2 separate regions of the Sus scrofa genome follow, and region 2 is linked to region 1. A link is a contact called in public HiChIP or PLAC-seq data. All regions are on one chromosome and are shown on one strand. The core of a region is the stretch at or near the end of the contact, and the rest is flanking DNA. Distances in the headings are between cores, read along the strand shown. Region 1 overlaps ARHGEF4 (rho guanine nucleotide exchange factor 4). Region 2 overlaps PLEKHB2 (pleckstrin homology domain-containing family B member 2).

Evidence for each region. HiChIP or PLAC-seq counts read pairs in DNA pulled down with a chosen protein or histone mark.
Region 2: a contact with region 1 is called in an H3K27ac HiChIP or PLAC-seq map of alveolar macrophages. The contact joins two enhancer-like sites. A contact is called at or near these places in 2 of 5 promoter capture datasets (fetal liver and liver), 17 of 47 Hi-C or Micro-C datasets (alveolar macrophages, blood, embryonic fibroblasts and 8 more) and 2 of 2 datasets of contacts at active chromatin or transcription factors (alveolar macrophages and skeletal muscle).

The regions. Positions count from the first base shown.
Region 1 is chr15:57,328,478-57,332,555 of Sscrofa11.1, forward strand. The region is part of intron 2 of ARHGEF4 (rho guanine nucleotide exchange factor 4); the gene reads left to right. Among named protein-coding and RNA genes, the nearest start is that of ARHGEF4, 70 kb to the left of the region's middle. Within about 2 kb of position 2,109, at least 2 of the 83 cell types and tissues checked have an H3K27ac peak or open chromatin away from gene starts, as enhancers often do. A contact at or near this core is called in alveolar macrophages, where this site is marked.
Region 2 is chr15:57,461,921-57,465,998 of Sscrofa11.1, forward strand. It overlaps PLEKHB2 (pleckstrin homology domain-containing family B member 2), which reads left to right. Exons shown (of 8, transcript XM_021076267.1): 5 at 3,904-3,943. Among named protein-coding and RNA genes, the nearest start is that of PLEKHB2, 36 kb to the left of the region's middle. Within about 2 kb of position 1,866, at least 2 of the 83 cell types and tissues checked have an H3K27ac peak or open chromatin away from gene starts, as enhancers often do. A contact at or near this core is called in alveolar macrophages, where this site is marked.

The DNA of each region.
Region 1 (4,078 bases), core at 859-3,358:
AGTTAGGAAAAGTACAGCAATATAAACTCAAAGTTAAGTAGAAAGGAGAAAGCTAACAGATTTCCTGTTGTAGCTCAGCAGGTTAAGAACCTGACTAACATCCATGAGGAGGATGTAGGTTGGATCTCTGGCCTCACTAGGTGGATTAAGGACCCAGGTTGCCGAAAGCTTCTGTATAGGTTGCAGACGAGGCTCACATCCCACATTGCTGTGTCTGTGGCGTAGGCCAGCAGCTGCAGCTCTGATTCGACCCCTAGCCTGGATACTTCTATATGCTACAGGTGCAACCTTAAAAAGAAAAAGAAAGGAGGGAACTAAATATGAGAGTAGAAATTAAATGAAAAGCAAACGTGATAGGATCAGAAAAACCTGAAGTTGTTCCTTTGAAAAATCTAATGATTTTTTAAGTCCAAAATTGATAAACCCAGGGCAAGAGCAATGGACAAGGAATTTTTAGGTGGTTTCCTGGTGCCATCAGATAGCTGTTTTTATATTGTTTCAGTGGGTATAATTTTCTGTGGGAGAGTTTATCTGATAGTAGTTGTTTGCTATTGTGGAAGCCCTTGAGATAAAGTAAGTATTTAATTTATTGAGAGGTTGAGGGAGATATTTTGACAAGTCTCTGCCATGGGAAATGAAGTTTTGCTTAACCTTAAACACTTCTAAGTAGAATAATCAAGGATGGGAAAGTCAGAGTGAGCATTACTGTTGTAGCAGATTTAGTAACACATTTGGCATATAATGAATGGAACATCCTTGCCCAGAGTCCTACATCTTTTTGTGTTAGAAATCAAATTCATATTTGTGTTCTACAAGCAGATCCAGAATGGATAGGGTTTCTTTTTTATCAGTTAATTTTGGACAAATCTTAAGAAAAAGAAGGACACGGCAAGTTGGTAGAGCAGAGGTATGTGTGTGCTGGAAACTACACAGGCTTGAAGTTTCTCTCTATCTCTCTTTTTTTTTTTTTTTTTTTTTTTTTTTTTGCTTTTTAGTGCTGCACTTGCAGTATATGGAAGTTCCCAAGCTGCAGGTCAAATAGGAGCCAGCCTACACCAGAGCCACAGCAACGTGGGATCCAAGCCACGTCTGCAACCTACATCACAGCTCACAGCAACGCCGGAACCTTAACCCCCTGAATGGGGTCAGGGATCAAACCCTTATCGTCAAGGATGCTAGTGGGATTCGTTTCCACTGCACCTCTACAGGCACTTGCTGTGTCTCAATTCTGTTTTGCCATTTTTTCTGTGACCTGGTAAGATCTCCAAGCTACAGCTTTTATTTCATGTAAAATGAAGACAAATAACAGAGTTCACGTGACAGAGGAGTAAATAAAAATATCTGTAGATGTGAATCTGAAGGGTTTAGAGTACATTCTCCTGATAGTAAAACAAAACAATATGGGCATTTTAGCACACACCTGGTCTTTTCGACCCTCTTTACCCCAACTTGAACCCCTTTCCCCTCCCCCAGGTTATTCTGAGTTCCACTAGTGTGCAAGCCCATGGACCAAAATTGTATGGGAAATATTTTGACAATGGGAGAAAAGTAGCCTTGAGCTCATTTCTTCCATCTGTCTGAAACGATATGTTCATTTGAATAGGCAATGTCATTGTTAATAGGAGAAAGGATAGCAGATGAGAAACAGAATACAATTTCTGGAAGGTCTGGATATTTCCAGCAATATTTCAGGACTTGAGCCCCAAAGGTCAGGACCTTAAGCACATGCTCTATATCAACCAGTCCCACTACGACCATGAGTTGTTACTGTCCATGCAGTTCCCAGTGGCTCCCGCCCACACTGGCGAGTCCTCAGATGGGTCAGGAGCCCAGGGAGCTGGAGCGGCTTGGGGTGGAGAGAGGAAGGGAGGCCAAGTAGGCCACAAGCTGAGGGTGCCATGGGGAGGATTCTGACTCTTACTGTAGATTAAATGGGAGCCTTTGCAGGTTTTAGGCAGAGCAGTGATGTGATCTGATTGTATTTTACCAAGGGCCACTCCGGCTGTTGTGAAGAGGAGGACAAGGGCTCAAAGCAGGGAAGCCAACTGGAGGGCTCTTGGGTTAGTCTGTGGAGGAAGGGGCAGTTGATGTGACGTGCCACCAGGGGGCAGTGGTGAAGGAGCGAGAAGTGGTTGAAATCTGAATAATAAAATGAACACAAGGAGTTCCTGCTGGGGCATGGTGGGTTAAGAATCTGACTGCAGTGACTCAGGTAGCTGCAGAGGCGCGGGTTCGATCCCTGGCCAGGAATTTCCAAATGCCACAGGTGCAGCCACTAAAAAGTAAATAAATAAACTGAACATAGAGCTGATAGTTTTGGATATGAATTTCGAAAGAAAGAGCAGAGTCAAGGAAAGCCTCAAGATTTTTTTAATTGAAGTTCAGTTGATTTACAATGTCGTATTAGTTTCAGGTGCTCCACAAAGTGATTTCATTTTACATATATATTCTTTCCTATTATAGGTTAATACAAGTTATTGAATATAGTTCCTGTGCTATACACACAGCTGTGTTGTTTTTCTGTTTTGTATACAGTGCTATTGTATGTATTAATCTCAAACTCCCTAATTTATCTCTCCCTACCCCTTTCCCCTTTGGTAACCATAAGTTTGTTTCCTATGTCTCTGAGTCTGTTTCAATTTTGTAAGTAAATTCATTTCTGTCATTTTTTTAGATTCCACACAGAAGTGATATCATATGATACTTGCTTTTCTCTGTCTGACTTACTTCACTTAGTATAATAGTCTCTAGGTCCACCTATGTTGTGGCAAATAATACTATTTCATACTTTTTATGGCCAACTAATATTCTGTTGTGTATAATACCACATTTTCTTTATCCATTCATCTATCAGTGGACACTTAGGTTGCTTCCATGTCTTAGCTATTGTATATAGTGCTGTTATGAATGTTGGGGTGCGTGTCTTTTTGAATTAGAGATTTAATATTTTCCAGATAGATGCCAAGGAGTGGGAATGCTGGATCATGCGGTAGCTCTATTTTTGATTTTTCAAGGAACTTCCACATTGTTTTCCTTAGTGGCTGCACCAATTTACATTCCTACCAACAAGGTGGGAGGTTACTCTTTTCTCCACATCCTCTCCAGCATTTATTTGTAGACTTTTTGATAATGGAAATTCTGACCAGTATGAGGTGACACTTCATTGTAGCTTTGATTTGCATTTCTCTAGTAATTAGAGATGATGAGCATCTTTTCATGTACCTGTTGGCCATCTGGATGTCATCTTTGGAGAAACGTCTTATGTCTTCTGCCTTTTTTTTTTTTTTTTTTTTTTTTTTTTGTCTTTTTGTCTTTTTAGGGCTGCACCCACAGCATATGGAGTTTCCCAGGCTAGGGGTCTAATCGGAGTTGTTGCTGCGGCCTACGCTAGAGCCACAGCAATGCCAGATCCGAGCCTCATCTGCAACCTACACCACAGCTCATGGCAACACTGAATCCTTTACCCACTGAGCGAGGCCAGGAATCAAACCCACAACCTCATGGTTCCTAGTCAGATTCGTTTCTGCTGCGCCAAGATGGGAACTCCTTCTGCCCATTTTTGACTTTTTTTTTTTTTCTGTCATTGAGCTGTATGAAATGTTTGTATATTTTGGAAACTGAGCACTTGTCATTCGTGTTGTTCGCAAATATTTTCTTCCAGTCTGTAGTTTGTCTTTTCATTTTGTTTGTGGTTTCTTTGCTGTGCAGAGCTTATAAGTTTGATTAGGTCCCATTTGTTTATTTTTGCCTGTTTTTCTTTTGCTTTGGGAGACTGACCTAAGAAAACATTGCTTCAATTTATGTAAAAGAACGTTTTGCCTGTGTTCTCCTCTAGGAGTTTTATGATGTTATGTCTTATATATTTAAGTCTGTAAGCCATTTTGAGTTTATTATTGTGCATGGCGTAAGGGAGTGTTCTAACTTCATTGATTTACATGCCACTGTCCAGCTTTCCCGACACCACTTGCTGAAGAGACTCTCTTTGCTCCATTGTATATTCTTGCTTCCTTTGTTGAATTTAATTGTCCATAAGTTTGTGGCTTTCCCTCTGGGTTCTCTGTTCTGTTCCATTGATCCA
Region 2 (4,078 bases), core at 616-3,115, 130 kb after region 1:
AGATCCAAAAAACAACAGAGAAAAATCATAAAACCAAATTTTCAAAGAGCTGGTTCTTTGAAAGGGTAAACAAAGTTGACATACCTCTGGGCAGACTCACCAGGAAGAGGAGAGAACTCAAAATAAGTGAAAAAAGAGAAATCTAAATGGATACTGCAGAAATACAAAAAACCATGAGAATACTCTGAATAGTTACATGCCAACAAATTTGACGACCTAGAAGTGGACAACTTTCTAGAGATATACAGCCCTCCAAAACTGAATCAAGAAGCAGATCAGTTGAACAGACCAATAACTAGAAATGAAATTGAATATGTAATAAAAACATTCCCTACCAACAAAAGTCCAGGACCAGATGGCTTCACAGGTGAATTCTACCAAACATACAGAGAGGAATTTATACCCATTCTTCTTAAAATTTTCCAAAAGGGTGAAGAAAGAATAATCCCAAAGAGATTGTATGAAGCCACCATCACCCTAATACCAAAACTAAAGATAACTACCGAAAAAGAAAACTGTAGGCCAATATCTTTTATGACTATAGATGCAAAAATTCTCAAAATTTAAGCTAACTGAATCCAACAACACGAAAAAAGATCATGCACCACCACCAAGTGGGATTTATCCCAAGATCACAAGAATGGTTCATTATATGCAAATCAAAAAGCTGAAAGCCTTCCTGCTAAAATCTGGAGCAAGATAAGGATGCCCACTCTTAGCACTTTTACTCAGCATGGTATTGGAAGTACTATCCACAGCACTCAGACAAACAAAAGAAATAAAAGGTATCCAAATTGGAAGAGAAGAGGTAAAGTTGTTGCTCTATGAAAGTGACAAGATACTATATATAAAAAACCCCTAAGGACTCCACATAAAAACTACTCTAACTGATCAGTGAATTCAGCAAAGTAGCAGGATACAAGATTAACATTAAGAAATCTATTGCAGTTCTGTGTACAAACAATGAAATGTTAGAAATATAAAAATACATTTCAAAATCACACCTCCCAAAAATAAATACCTAGGAGTAAACCTGACCAAGGAGGTGAAAGACGTACATGCTGCAAACTGTAAAACATTAATCAAGGAAATTAAGGTGGATAATCAAGGAAATTAAAGAGGATTCAAAGAGGAGTTCCCGTCGTGGCGCAGTGGTTAACGAATCCGACTAGGAACCATGAGGTTGTGGGTTCGGTCCCTGCCCTTGCTCAGTGGGTTAACGATCCGGAGTTGCCGTGAGCTGTGGTGTAGGTTGCAGACGCGGCTCAGATCCCGCGTTGCTGTGGCTCTGGCGTAGGCCGGTGGCTACAGCTCCGATTCAACCCCTAGCCTGGGAACCTCCACATGCCGCGGGAGCGGCCCAAGAAATAGCAACAACAACAACAACAACAAAAAGACAAAAAAGACAAAAAAAAAAAAAAAGAGGATTCAAAGAAATGGAAAGATATCCATACTCCTCCATTGGAAGAATTAATATCATTAAATTGCCATACTACCCAAAGCAAATTACAGATTTAATGCAATCTCTGTCAAATTACCCATGACATTTTTCACAGAACTAGAATAAATAATTCAAAAATTGATATGGAATCATAAAAGACCCAGAGGTGCGAAATCAATCTTGAGGGAAAAAAAACCAAGCAGGAGGCATAACTCTCCCAGACTTCTGACCATATCCAAAGGTACATTAATCAAGACATTGTGGTAGTGGTACAAATACAGACATATGGGGGAGTTCCTGTTGTGGCTTAGTGGTAACAAACCTGACCAGTATCCATGAGGAAGTGGGTTTAATCCCTGGCCTTGCTCAGTGGGTCAAGTGTCTGGTGTTGCCATGAACTGTGGTGTAGGTCACAGGATGCAGCTCAAATCTTATGTTGCTGTTGTGTAGGCTGGCTGCTACAGCTCCGATATGACCTCTAGTCTGGGAACTTCCATATGCTGTGGGTGCAGCCCTTAAAAGCACAGAAAAAAACAACAACAGACATATGGACCAATGGAACAAAATAGAGAACCCGAAAATAAACCCAGACACCTATGGTCAGTTAATCTTTGACAAAGAAGGCAAGAATGTAAAATGGGAAACAGTTTCTTCAGCAAGTGGTGCTGGGAAAACTGGCTAGCTGCATGTAAATAATGAAACTAGAACACACCCTTGTACTGTGAACAAAAATAAACTCAAAATGGCATAAAGATTTAAAAATAAGACACCATAAAACTCCTAGAAGGGACATAGGCAAAACATTCCTGACCTCAACCTTACAAATGTTTTCTTAGGTTAGTCTCCCAAGGCAATAGAAATAAAAGCAAAAATAAACCAGTGGGACCTAATCAAACATAGAAGCTTTTGCAGAGCAAAGGAAACCATAAAAAAGGTGAAAAGACAGCCTTTGGAAGGGGAGAAAATAGTTTCAAAAGATGTAACCGATAAGGGCTTAATTTCCAAAATATACAAGTAACTCATACAACTCAACAGCAGAGAAACAACCCAGTCAAAAAGTGGGCAGAAGACCTGAATAGACATTTCTCCAAAGAAGACATACAGATAGCCAGTAGGAACATGAAAAAAAGCTCAACATCACTAATATTAGAGAAATGCAAAACTACAATGAAGTACCACCCCACGCCGGTCAGAACAGCCATCATTAATAAAACTATAGATAACAAATGCTGGAGAGGTTGTGGAGAAAAGGGAACCCTCCTACACTGTTGGTGGGAATGTAAATTGGTACAACCATTATGCAAAACAGTATGGAGCTACCTCAGAAAACTAAATATAAAACAACCATATGACCCAGCAATCCCACTCCTGGGCACATATGTGGACAAAACTTTCATTCAAAAAGATACATGTGCCCCTATGTTCATTGCAGCACTATTGACAATAGCCAAGACATGGTAACAACCTAAATGTCCAACAACATAAATGAGAAGATGTGGTACATGTACACAACGGAATACTACCCAGCCATAAAAAGAACACAGTAAAGCCATTTGTAGCAACATGGATGGAACTAAAGACTCACAGTAAGTGGTGTAAGTCAGAAAGAGAAATATACCATATGGTATCACATATCTGGAATCTAATATATAGCACAGATGAACCTATCTGCAGAAAAGCAGCTCATGGACATGGAGAATAGACTTGTGGTTGCCAAGAGGGAGTGGGATGGACTGGGAGTTTGGGGTTGGTGGATGCAAACTATTGCATGTTGGGGTGGACATGCAATGAGATCCTGCTGTATAGCACGGGGAACTATATCTAATCACTTGTGATGGAACATGATGGAGGATAATGTGAGAAAAAGAATGTATATATATTTATAACTGGGTCACTTTGCTGCACAGCCAAAATTGTCACAACATTGTAAATCAAGTATAATAAAGTCCCATTAAAATCCCCATAAAAAATAATGACATATGTATTATAGATTTATTTCTTTCCATATTATATAGTCCTAGTGCATGTCTCAAATGAGTCGATTGAATCTCTCAAATGAGTTAATACGATAGGCAAGTGCTAGAGACATTTTTCTTTTTTTTCTTAAGGGCTGCAGCTGTGGCATGTGGAAGTTCTCTGGCTAGGGGTTGAATTGGGGGTGCAGCTGCTGGCCTATACCACAGCCACAGCAGCACATGATTCCAGCTGCGTTTGTGACCTACACTACAGCTCAAGCAACACTGGATCCTTAACCCACTAACCGAGTCCAGTGACTGAACCTGCATCCTCATGGATACTAGTTGGGCTTGTAACCTGCTGACCCACAACAGTAACTCAAAGATCTGTTATTAAAACAAGCTTTTTCAGGAGTTCCTGATGCCAGTGCACTTTTCAGGACTGCTGAGATAGTTGTTGGATTGCCTCAAATTAAAGTAACTCTTTTTTTTTTTTTTTTCTTCCAGGGCCTGGAAATTCACACTCCAGGATTCCAGGACAAACACAGTAAGTTGCTAATGGCAGTTACCTGTAATGTTTTCACGTAGTCTTGCTGTAAGACACAGGAGAAAAATAGATTAAGAAGGGAAGTGGGGAAGATGGGTTTCTTGGCCATCCTGCCCGGGGTGAGTGAGCAGAGAT